3 separate regions of the Sus scrofa genome follow, and regions 1 and 3 are each linked to region 2. The links are chromatin contacts, called in public Hi-C and promoter capture Hi-C maps. All regions are on one chromosome and are shown on one strand. Each heading gives the region's core, a stretch centred on a gene start, on an enhancer-like site or on the middle of the called end of the contact. The rest is flanking DNA. Distances are from core to core; before and after follow the strand shown.

Evidence for each region. Promoter capture Hi-C pulls out the DNA fragments that hold promoters and counts their contacts. Hi-C and Micro-C count contacts between places; a contact is called where the count stands out from the background.
Region 1: a promoter capture Hi-C map of liver shows a contact between it and region 2, with 7 times the contacts expected there. The contact joins the enhancer-like site here to the promoter of ST8SIA1 in region 2. A contact is called at or near these places in 2 of 5 promoter capture datasets (fetal liver and liver) and 7 of 47 Hi-C or Micro-C datasets (adipocytes, brain, embryonic fibroblasts and 3 more).
Region 3: a contact with region 2 is called in a Hi-C map of brain, with 5 times the contacts expected there. The contact joins the enhancer-like site here to the promoter of ST8SIA1 in region 2. A contact is called at or near these places in 2 of 5 promoter capture datasets (fetal liver and liver), 5 of 47 Hi-C or Micro-C datasets (blood, brain, embryonic fibroblasts and 1 more) and 1 of 2 datasets of contacts at active chromatin or transcription factors (skeletal muscle).

Annotation. Positions count from the first base shown.
Region 1 is chr5:51,140,640-51,144,149 of Sscrofa11.1, reverse strand. No RefSeq gene overlaps it. Among named protein-coding and RNA genes, the nearest start is that of ST8SIA1, 69 kb to the left of the region's middle. Within about 2 kb of position 2,124, at least 12 of the 83 cell types and tissues checked have an H3K27ac peak or open chromatin away from gene starts, as enhancers often do. A contact at or near this core is called in embryonic fibroblasts, liver and skeletal muscle, where this site is marked.
Region 2 is chr5:51,209,269-51,212,834 of Sscrofa11.1, reverse strand. It overlaps ST8SIA1 (alpha-N-acetylneuraminide alpha-2,8-sialyltransferase), which reads right to left and starts at 1,523. Exons shown (of 6, transcript XM_021092233.1): 1 at 607-1,523. The coding sequence starts at 842.
Region 3 is chr5:51,289,828-51,293,315 of Sscrofa11.1, reverse strand. ST8SIA1 (alpha-N-acetylneuraminide alpha-2,8-sialyltransferase) reads right to left here. Exons shown (of 6, transcript XM_021092233.1): 3 at 592-701. Among named protein-coding and RNA genes, the nearest start is that of ST8SIA1, 80 kb to the right of the region's middle. Within about 2 kb of position 1,460, at least 24 of the 83 cell types and tissues checked have an H3K27ac peak or open chromatin away from gene starts, as enhancers often do. A contact at or near this core is called in brain and skeletal muscle, where this site is marked.

The DNA of each region.
Region 1 (3,510 bases), core at 875-3,374, 69 kb after region 2:
TCAAAGACTTAAACATTAGACATGACACCATCAAACTCCTAGAAGAGAACATAGGCAAAACATTCTCTGACATCAGCCATACGGATGTATTATTAGGTCAGTCTCTCAAGGCAGCAGAAATAAGAGCAAAAGTAAACCAATAGGACGTAATCAAACTGACAAGCTTTTGCAAACAAAGGGAAAAAAAAAAAAAAGACCATCCCTGGAATAGGAGAAAATATTTTTAAATAATGCAACTGACAAGGGCTTAATCTGTAAAATATTTAATTTATACAACTCAACAGCAAAAAAACCCAACAACCCAACTGAAAAATGGGAAAAAGACCTGAATAGACATTTCTCCAAAGAAGATCTGATGGCCAACAGGCACACAAAAAATGCTCAGTATCACTAATTGAGCATTATAGAAATGCAAATCAAAATTACCATGAGGTACACCTCATACCTGTCAGAATGGCCATCATTAACAAGTCAACAAATAATAAATGCTGGAGAGAAGGGAACCCTCCTTCACTGTTAGTGGGAATGTAATTGGTACATCCGCTGTGGAAAACAGTATGGAGGTACATCAGAAAACTAAATATAAAACTACCATATGACCCAGCAATACCACTCTGAGGTATATATATATTGACAAAACTTTCATTGAAAAAGATACATACAACCCTATGTTCATTGCAGCACTATTCACAATAGCCAAGATGTGGAAACAACCTAAATGTCCATCAACAGGTGAATGGATTAAGATGTGGTATGTCTACACAATAGAATACTACTCAGTCATAAAAAAGAACAAAATAATGCCATTTGCACCAACATGGATGGAATTAGAGACTCTCATACTGAGTGAAGTAAGTCAGAAAGAGAAAGACAAATACCATATGATATCTCTTATATCTAGAATCTAATATACGGCACAAATGAGCCTTTCTACAGAAAAGAAACTCATGGATTTGGAGAAGAGACTTGTGGTTGCTAAGAGGGAGAGGAAGAGTGTGGGATGCACTGGGAGTTTGGGGTTAACAGATGCAAACTATTGTATTTGGAGTAGACAGGAAATGAGATCCTGCTGTATAGCACAAGGACTATGTCTAGTCACTTGTGATGGAACATGATGGAGGATAATGTGAAAAAAAAAAGAATGTATATATATGGATGTATGACTGGGTCACCTTTCTGTACAGTAGAAATTGACATAATACTGTAAATCAACTCCAAGGTAAAAAATAAAAATCTACATAAATAAATAAACTACATGGAAAGCTGAAAGTAGAATAAAAACAATTTCAGATACAAATTTTTAAATACATACAGAAACTGAGTGAAATGAATTCTAATAATACACTTGTGAAGCAAGAAGGAAAATGAACCCATAAGAAAGGAATGGTCCACGAAAAGTAGTGGTAAGTAGATATCAAAAAAGTACATTTGAGAGTTCCTGTTGTGGCTCTTGGGTTAAGAACCTGACATAGTATCTGTGAGGATGAACGTTCAATCCCTGGCCCCGATCAGTGGGTTAAGGATCCAGCATTGCTGCAGCATAGGTCGCAGATGCAGCTCGGATCTGGTGTTGCTGGGGCTATGGTGTAGGCGGGCAGCTGAAGCTCCCAGGAACTTCCATGTGCTGCAGGTGGAACTGTAAAAAGAAAAGAAAGAAAGAAAAGTACATAGGTAATCTAAGTATATATGATATAAAAACAACCATGATTTGTATGTTTTAAAGTTGAATCATGGGCAACAACATGAAATACTTGCTTATTTGAACAAAAGATAGAGACACTCCAAATTTAAACTTAGAGAAATAACATACTAAGAACACATATATGATAGGCTGAATAATGCCTCCCAGAGAGAAGCAAACTTGTGAATATTATTTTATATGGCAAAGGGACTTGCTGATGGGATCAAGGATCCGAGATGAGGAGCCTGTCCTGGTTATCTGGGTGGGTCCTAAATGAAGGCACAAGTGTCCACGTAAGACATTTGATGACAGCACACACAGAAGACAATGTGATGACTGAAGCTAGATGCTAAACTTCTGGCTTTGAAGATGAAGGGAGGGACCACATGCCAAGGAATTTGAGGAATGCAGTTCCAGGCTGAAAATAAAAAGAAACAGACTCATCTCCTAGACTGCCTGGAAGGAGCACAGCCCTGACGTCAACACTGCCCTCAGCGCCAGGATACTGCTCTCCGACTTCTGCCCTCCAGAATTGCAAAAGAATAAATGTGTGTTGTTTTAAACCACCAAATTGTTAAAGCAGCTGTAGGACACGGCTATATGAAGAATGTGAGGGTAGGAGTTCCCACTGCAGCAAGGAGATAGGAGGTGTCTTGGGAGCACAAGAATGCAGGTTTTATTCCCATCCCACAGAGCAGGTTAAGAATTTGGCCTGGCATTGCCGCAGCTTTGGCATAGGCCACAGCTGTGGCTCAGATCTGATCCCAGGTCTGGGAACTCCATGTGCCCCTGGGCAGCCAAAAAAGAAAAAAAAAGAGGAGTTCCTGTTGTGGCGCAGCGGAAACCCATCCTACTAGTATCCATGAGGTTGCTGGTTCCATCCCTGGCCTCTGCTCAGGGGGTTAAGGATCCAGTGTTGCCGTGAGCTGCGGTGTAGGTCCCAGACATGGTTTGGATCCTGCGTTGCTGTGGCTGTGGTGTAGGCAGGCAGCTGTAGCTCGGATTCCACCTGGGAACCTCCATATGCCCTGAGTTCAGCCCTAAAGAGAAAGAAAGAAAAAAAGGGTTGGAAGAGTAGTCCCTAAAAGAATAGATGCGGACTATGTGACTTATTTTGAGGGGGAATACCATACCTCCATTCTTCCTGGAGAAGAATTCTTCCTCCATTCTTCCATTTTGTTCCTGTTTCTACAGGGTGACTTTTATTAAAATAATACTCCCCCACATTCAGGCCACTCCTCACTCTTCTCCAGTAGGAACAAAATTACTTCTCTAAATGATGGTTTGGGGGGCTATTTGTTGGTTCTCAGACCCCTGTCCACAGAGGACAAAGAGGGACCAAAAAAAGAGGCAGGTGGCAGAGGTAATCAGCAAGGGAACTTACTCAGGAGGCTAGTCTTGGGACCATGATACAAGTAGATCTCTGCTCCCACCAAGCAAAATCTGAAAAGTTTGTAGAAAGGCTTTAACTGGGTTCAGTCACAGATACTCTCCAGATGGTCTGAACCATACCTCACCCTCTCAAGCCTGTGTCCTTGAAAATGGCTCGTCCTGTGGGAATGGTGGGCAGAACATAGATTCCAAGGGTGGGGGAGGGGTGAGGAGCTGCCAATTGCCAGGGTCCAGGTCTGGGGTCAACCAGAGGCCGTGTCCTCTGAATGATTTCTTCCAACCAGTGAATACTTAGTTCAGTCCCTTCTAATCTCTCTCCTGTCTTGGGATCAGTTTAGCAGGAGACCATGCTTGCTGTCCTGCTCTGCTCTGCAGCTCTGCAAGGAAGGAGTCCTGTCCTGTGGTTACTCAACACTGATAGGGCTCAGGTAAATTGG
Region 2 (3,566 bases), core at 274-2,773:
GAGAGGGGGATATACTATCTGTTTTTAGAAAGTTGTCAGAGGCTCCAATAAAAACCACCCAGTGCCTGGCTTTTAGTCAGTAAGTGCCCTGTGTTTGTTATGAGCGCACGGACAAAGCAGCGGGAGCCGGGCTGGGTGTCCATGTTTTCCCTGCCCAAGACTTGCCCATTGACTCCCTCATTACTGATTGATATTACCAATCATTCACCAAACCCTAGGAAGACGCCCGGCACCTGCTCCTAGTTCTCCATAGCTTCAGACGTCAGCAGAGCTCAAGAGATACATTCTCATTAAGTTCAAGGGACAAAGTTAGCCTGGATTCTTCTTCCCATGGGTTACTGGCAAATCGCTGAATACAACTCGGGCTTGGGAAGAAATGCGTACAGACTTTACGTGGCCCAAGCAGGTGTCTGCCCAGCTCCTGGGGTAAGGGCTGGGGAAGGGCCCTTGACTAATGTCTCCAGGCTGGGAACGACAAAGAAAGGGAGTGGGACAAGAAGGGCTGGATGAAAGGGCCTCTGCGAGACGGTCCTCGCCCGTGACCCTGGCCTCGGCGCCCCGGGAGGAAAGGACACGAGCGCGGTGGAGCCGCGAGGGCAGGAGTACCTGAAGACTCTGGCCGCCGTCTCATTCCTCCTCCACGCCGTGCCCTGTTGCAGCACCCCCTGCACGATCTCCTTCTCGTTAGGCAGCCGGTAGACGGGAAAGATGTAGAGCCAACAGAGGACCACGACGCAGAGGGCACTGGCTCCCACAGGCAGCCGGGTCCGCGGGAACTTCCACGCCAGGACGGCCATGGCCCCTCGGGACGTGTGTCGCCGGGCCCGCCCGCAGGGGCTCATCTCAGCCCCGGGGTCCCGGCGGGCGAGAAGGGGAGCCTCAGCACAACGCTAGGCGCAGGGGCAGCGGAGGGTCCCCCCACCGCCGGCCCCCCATGCACACACCTTTCGCTTTCTTGCTGGCACTAGCACGCACGCTCCCTCGGCGCCCACGGCCCCAAAGGTCAGCGCAAAGATTTTTTTTCCAATGCAACTTTTTCAAGGATTTCTTTCTTGGGGGAAGTGACCTGGGAGCAAGTCACGAGCTACAGCCGCGGTCGCTTCCCCTGCAGAAGGCGGGCGCCGAGGTCTCCTAGAGCGCGGCGAGCAGCGGCGCTGAGTCGCTCCCGCGGGTTCTGCAGCATCACCGTCGCCCTCGGCAAGGGTCCGGGAGAAGGTTCGGCTCCCTCTCAGACATTTGGCCCGCGGCGTGCCTTCCTCAACGATGCTCCTGCGCCCTTCGCCGTCTCTCCCCGCCTTCCGCGCTGCTGCGCCGCCAGGCACCCCCCACCCCCCCAAGACGCGCTCCCCGCGCCGCGCCAAGTCCTTGGAAATTTCCACGGCGGTCCGGGACCGCTAGCCCGCCCCGGGCTTCTCCGCCTTGTCCGCCAGGACCCCCACTCCGCACCCCTCCCAGAGAAGAAAAGAACTCGTTCTCATCAGTTAATTCAGCGGCGCGCCGCAGCCTTCCGCTGCGCCCGGGACTTCGCAGACAAACGCCCGGGGATTGGTGGAAATCAAGGTCTCCCCTCCCTCCCCCACCCGCGAAATTGCCTCCTTCGACCCGTTCAGATCCGCGACGCTCGGCTGGCGCGCGCGCCTCTCTCCCGCCCTTGTCTCCCGGAGATAGGGGCAAACAATAAAACAAATAACAGCCCCTCCCTCCCCCGCCCAAATGCATATACACAAATTCTTGAGTATAACCGAGACTGGCTGATAACCTGACCCTCCGACACGCAGCCGGCCGGCGTGCCAGGGCTGTCACCCTGCCGCCGTCACCCTTCGCTCTCTCTAACTGGTTGGTTATTAACCCCGCAGTGAGGCACGAGAAGGCCCGCGGAGATTTATTCCTTCCTGGGCCCCAGCCCCCATTCTCCGGTCCCGAGCCGCGGCTCCAGCGCCACCCGTGCGCGCGCGCGCGCGTGCACACACTCCGACACACGCTCATGGGCCTGCACGCGCGCTCACGGGGAGGTGCGTGCACACAGGGGTCCTCCGTCTCGCCTCCGCCCTGCGGGGAAAGGCGCTGCTGCATCCAGATGTGCAGGCAGCTGGTGCCCAAACGAGCAGACCTCGGGACATGGCAATGCCTTGGAGGAGCGGTCGCCTCCTCTGCCCTTTAGATGTAAAGGCCGTTTGTTCTTCGACGTCTTTCTTGCTCCACCCGCAAGCTCATCGCTGAGCCGACCTTGGAAAAGAGCCGCCCGCCTGGACCGGCGGTGCCCAGGGACTCACAGTTAGCCATTTCTGCTCACCGACGAATAGCTCGGCTACCTCCTAGCGGTCGCTCATTCTATTTGCTTAAGCATCTCGTCAAACGTAAAGTGTGCAGGGACAAAGAAACCAAGCAGCCTACTAACCAGGTCTCCTTCGTTGTCACAAAACCAAAATCTAAGGACACAGCTCCACTTGCTCAAACGACCAGCCTGCACTGTCCCTCGAACCTACCCTGACTGCTCCGTGGCCTGGTACCTCTTTCTCCAGCATCTTTCTCCATTGAGAGATGGAACTTGAGAAGTTGATGGAAAGTTATTTACTAAAAACAGCCCAACGACCACAATAGTCTCATTCCTCACTCTTGGAAGAATTACCCACTGCTTTCCACCGGCAAGCATGCCCCAGAGGTCTCTCCTCTTGGGTAAATCAGGAGAGAAGAGAAAGCGTAAAATCCCAAAGTCACATCTTACCACAGTGGACCCTGATAGAGATTCTTTGAAATGAAGATTACCTGAAGTTCTGCAAAGTGAACATCGCACTCTCTTCTGTTCTTGGAAGGGGGTTGTGGGGGCACCAAGGAAAACTTTGCCATAGTGGCCAGGCTTTGGATAAACCATGTGCCTCCTTTGTTCCTGTAATTTAAATAGAACACAAACTATCCCAGTGTCTCTTCCCTTCCCCTGATCCACGGGATACTTGTGGAGGAAATAACAAATACATAAGACAACAACCAACATGTTGCAGTTATGAAGGGGCTATGTAAATATTTCCCCATTTAACGTCATAAACAATGCAGTAAAATTGTGCTTTAAATAGAGGGACTTTCATGATGCGTTGTGCTGTTTTTCCCTCATTTGAAAACTGATTCTCTTAGTTTGTCGATTCTTGTTCCACCCTACTATCCAACCTCATTCCCCGATTCTCTGTAGCATGAACACTCAATCCAGGCAGACCATTGCTTTTCCCCTTCCAAGTCACACAGGCATCGCTTTTGTCACTGTGTTTTGTGGTCCACGTTCTTCTTGGATGGGATCTCTTTTTGTTCCCTCCGTAGAAATCCAAACAACATCATTCAAGACCAGCCAAGTGGCTAGGAATTTCTCCTTCCTTGCATTCCTAGACCATCTGAAACACAGACTTTGTAGGTAAAAACTCAATAACTATTTCTGGTTCCTGCTCCTGTTCCCTGCTCTGAATGTCTATAGTATTTGCTGGCCCTATATCAGATGATTCAGCCCTGAGATGTGTTGTGTTGTGTTGTGTTGCTAGCATTTTTCATATGCAACTTTGTCTCAGCAAGGGGGTCTCATA
Region 3 (3,488 bases), core at 211-2,710, 81 kb before region 2:
TGGCTAGATGCATTCTAGCAATTCCTTTACACAGCCCTGCAGAAACCTCCTGTTTTCCAGTAAAAGGGAGCTCACATCACTACTCTGCTCAGTCCCTTTGCCAAGCTTCCTTCTTGCTTGAAATGTATTCCCCCTCCTTCTTTCAGTTTTTCTAGCCCTACACAGATCCACTCCCTCTTCAAATCTCCCTCCCTACTTACTCATGCTTTTGTGAAAAGCAAAGCAGCAGCATGTGGAGAGTGAACTGAATTAATGAAAACATTTATTCATGGAGTCTGTCTTAGGATCAAGTTGTTAAAGTTGGAATCACCTGACTGTAGCATCTAAAATAAAATCTGAGTGTTTCCATTTTGGGGGGGGGGTCTCTCCACGACCTCGGAGCCGTTCTTGGTTTTCGACTTTCTGGGGACCTGTTCCCTGGCTCCCCTGGCCCTCTCCTCAGCTCCCTTGTCCATGAACTTGAAGGGACCGCTGAAGAGTAGCTCCAGCTGATTAATCACAAGTGACTGGTTTCCAAAGGCCCCGGGGCTGGTGGGAGGGGTGGGGGAGAGGAGAGAAGGCAGAGGCCGCGCTGTGGGAGCTCTCTCTTACCGCATGACAAAATTTGCTTCATCTATTTGACGGCCACAGCCACTCTTCTTCAGAATCCCACCATTTCCCACCACCGCGCATTTCTTCAAGGGCAGCTGGAATGGGGTTGCCTAGCAACAGAAAACAAGGCGGGTTTTCACTGCAGAGAACACACAAGCGCTCACAAAATCATTGTTTACAGCAGACCCAGCCGGAGAATTTGATTGAAGACTGGGCAGAGTGAAAAGAGCATGTAGAAGGAAAGATGCCAGGAAGTTTGTAAGGGACAAACTAGTCTGTTCCTTTGAAATAAAAGAAGAAGAAAAAAATTTAATTCCCTAAAGCGTATTTCACACAACAACATATTTTTGGTATCCAACTGGTCGTGTATCTAGTAAGGAGTGTCTGCTAAAGAAAACAGGAAAGTCCTCACTAAACATATGATTATTTGTAAAGGCATTAAGCTGGGAACAAACTGAAATAAATTCTACTGCTCTATATGGATGCGGATTTCATTCATTCAAACAATCAGTCATTCATTCAACAAACACTGCTGAGCGTTTCCTATGCTAACCGTTGGGGATAAATAGAGAGATCCGGAAGTCAAAGGCTTCACAGTTTGGGCTACAAGGAGAGTGTGAGTACAGGAACCTCTGCAACAGACCCTACTGTAACGCTGAACGTGCTGTGGAGAATTCAGAGGGGGGCAGGAAGGCCTGTCTGCCAAGTTGACTCAGGGGAAGATTGCTCACTCGAGATGAATCTTTAAGGATGAACAGGATTTTGCCAGGCAGAGAAAGCAGCATAAACAGAGGCACAGAAGGATGCTGAGAGTCCGTGCGGTCTTTACAATCAAACGAATGCTCCGGGTGAGTCTGCCTAGAACTTAGGAGGCACTAAAGGGACTAGTGGCTCATGCCCAACCAGACAGCATGTGACTTTCTTTCTGCAGACACTGAACTGGACTGCAAAGAAAATGTTCCATGTACCTGAATGTTCCCTGAAGTGCTATTTATAGTACCCAGGAATATCAAAACCCAGCTATAGCCCCTGGAAGTGAAATGTGACATTTGGTTTCTTCCAGCTGGGTCAGCAAGAACCACCAGGCACAGCATTTCCTGTCTGCTGAAGCCAGGCACAGAGGTTTGGTGTTCTCTGGGGGAAGACCTTGCAACTACATGCCTGGGACATGACATAACTGATATTGAGTCACCCATCTGCATGAATCTGAAGCACACAGTGGATAATCCCAAAAGAAAGAATGGCTGCATGAATATATATATGCATAGGCATAAAGTAATTAAACCAGAAAAAAAAAAGAAATTTCAGGGGTGTGTGTGATCGCTGGTAGCTGAGATGCACTGACTATAGCACAAGAAAAGAATTTCACTTCCCTGATTTCTAGTTTGTAAAAGGAACAGCCAGAGCTGTGACAATACAGTTGATGAAGATACATTTACAGTACTGAAATCGTGAGTCTAAGCATTTGCCAGCAGATGGGAAACACGTCCCTACATAACTAAGACGGAGACCGTCCAGCAAATTCTAGGGCAGGATACAGAGAGGAGGGTCAGGCAAAGGCCAGCCCTCCAACATGCCCAGTGTGCTCCCAGATGATGCATGGCATTTTTTTCGGCCACTCTGAGAGGAGGATTTGAAATCAATGCAAGAAATGCGCAGGACAGATCTGTAATTTGTTAATGCAGATGTAAGTACGTATGCTCAAATTAGCTATTCCTTCATTCCACAAAGATTTATCAAGTGCCTTTGATATTCCAGGCACTGTCCTGGGTGACACGGGCATAAACAATAATCCCTCTCCCCAAGGAGCTTACATTCTAGCAGGGAAATGTATGCTAAATAAAGACAAATGAGTAAAATAAAATATCACACAGTGACATGGATGCCAGAGAGAAACAAATCAATGGCATGAGAGGATCAGGAAATACTTTTGAAGAGGACTTGCCATTTAAACTGGGTGGAGATGAGACATGTAAGCCAATTCCTGAAGAAAAGCGGGTAGTGAGCCTTACAGATCTCTGTGGGACCTGCCAGGGAAGACCTGGCGGGGGAAACACTCCTGGGGTATGAAGGGAAGAGGAAGGAGCCCACTGTGTCTGGAGACACAGTCAGCAAAGGACAGAGAAGGAAAAGAGGAAATTAGAGAGTTATCTGGCGGGGAAGCTGGGGAACAGATTCTGTAGGGTCTTGGAGGGATTGGAAAGACTGGGTTTTATTCTGAGATGAGAATCAAGTGAAGGTAGGGTAAGCAAATGAGTGACATTGTGCCATATCCTGGAACCAACATTCTGCTGCTGTGTGAACAGGTTGTAAGATGTTATGTGCAGAAAGAGCTCAGTTATGAGTCTCCTGTAATAACAGACTACCTAGAGCTTTCAGTGGCCTGGGCTGGAGTTGAAACTGACAGCACTAATGGCCTGAACCCAGCCAGCACACAGATTGGAACTTGAACCCACCTGCCAAGACTTGAATCCAACCAAAGCCCAGACCGGGACTTGAACCCCCATGCAGGGACTCGAACCCAGTCTCAACCCAGATTGGAACTTGAACCCACAGTTTTAAATTAGAATCCCTCACCCGGTGTCTGGACTTGCTGAGGTCCAGCTTCTTTATGCCTCCGCGCAGAAGGAATTTAGCGAGAGGCAAAGCGATGGACAAGAACTAGATTTATGAAGATAGGACATTTGTGAGAGATGCGAGCAGGCAGGCAAGAAGGCTCTGCCGCCAGGATCCAGTGGGCTACAGTTTTATCATCCAAGGGGAATGGAGGTCAACAAAGACCACCTCCTCCTCTGTTTGAGTAGCAGCACCTCCTTAGTATTCCGTAAGGTGTGTATTCAAATCAGCAGAAGAGCAGGTCCTCAAACTCCTGCTCTTGATCTGAATCTGAATGCAGG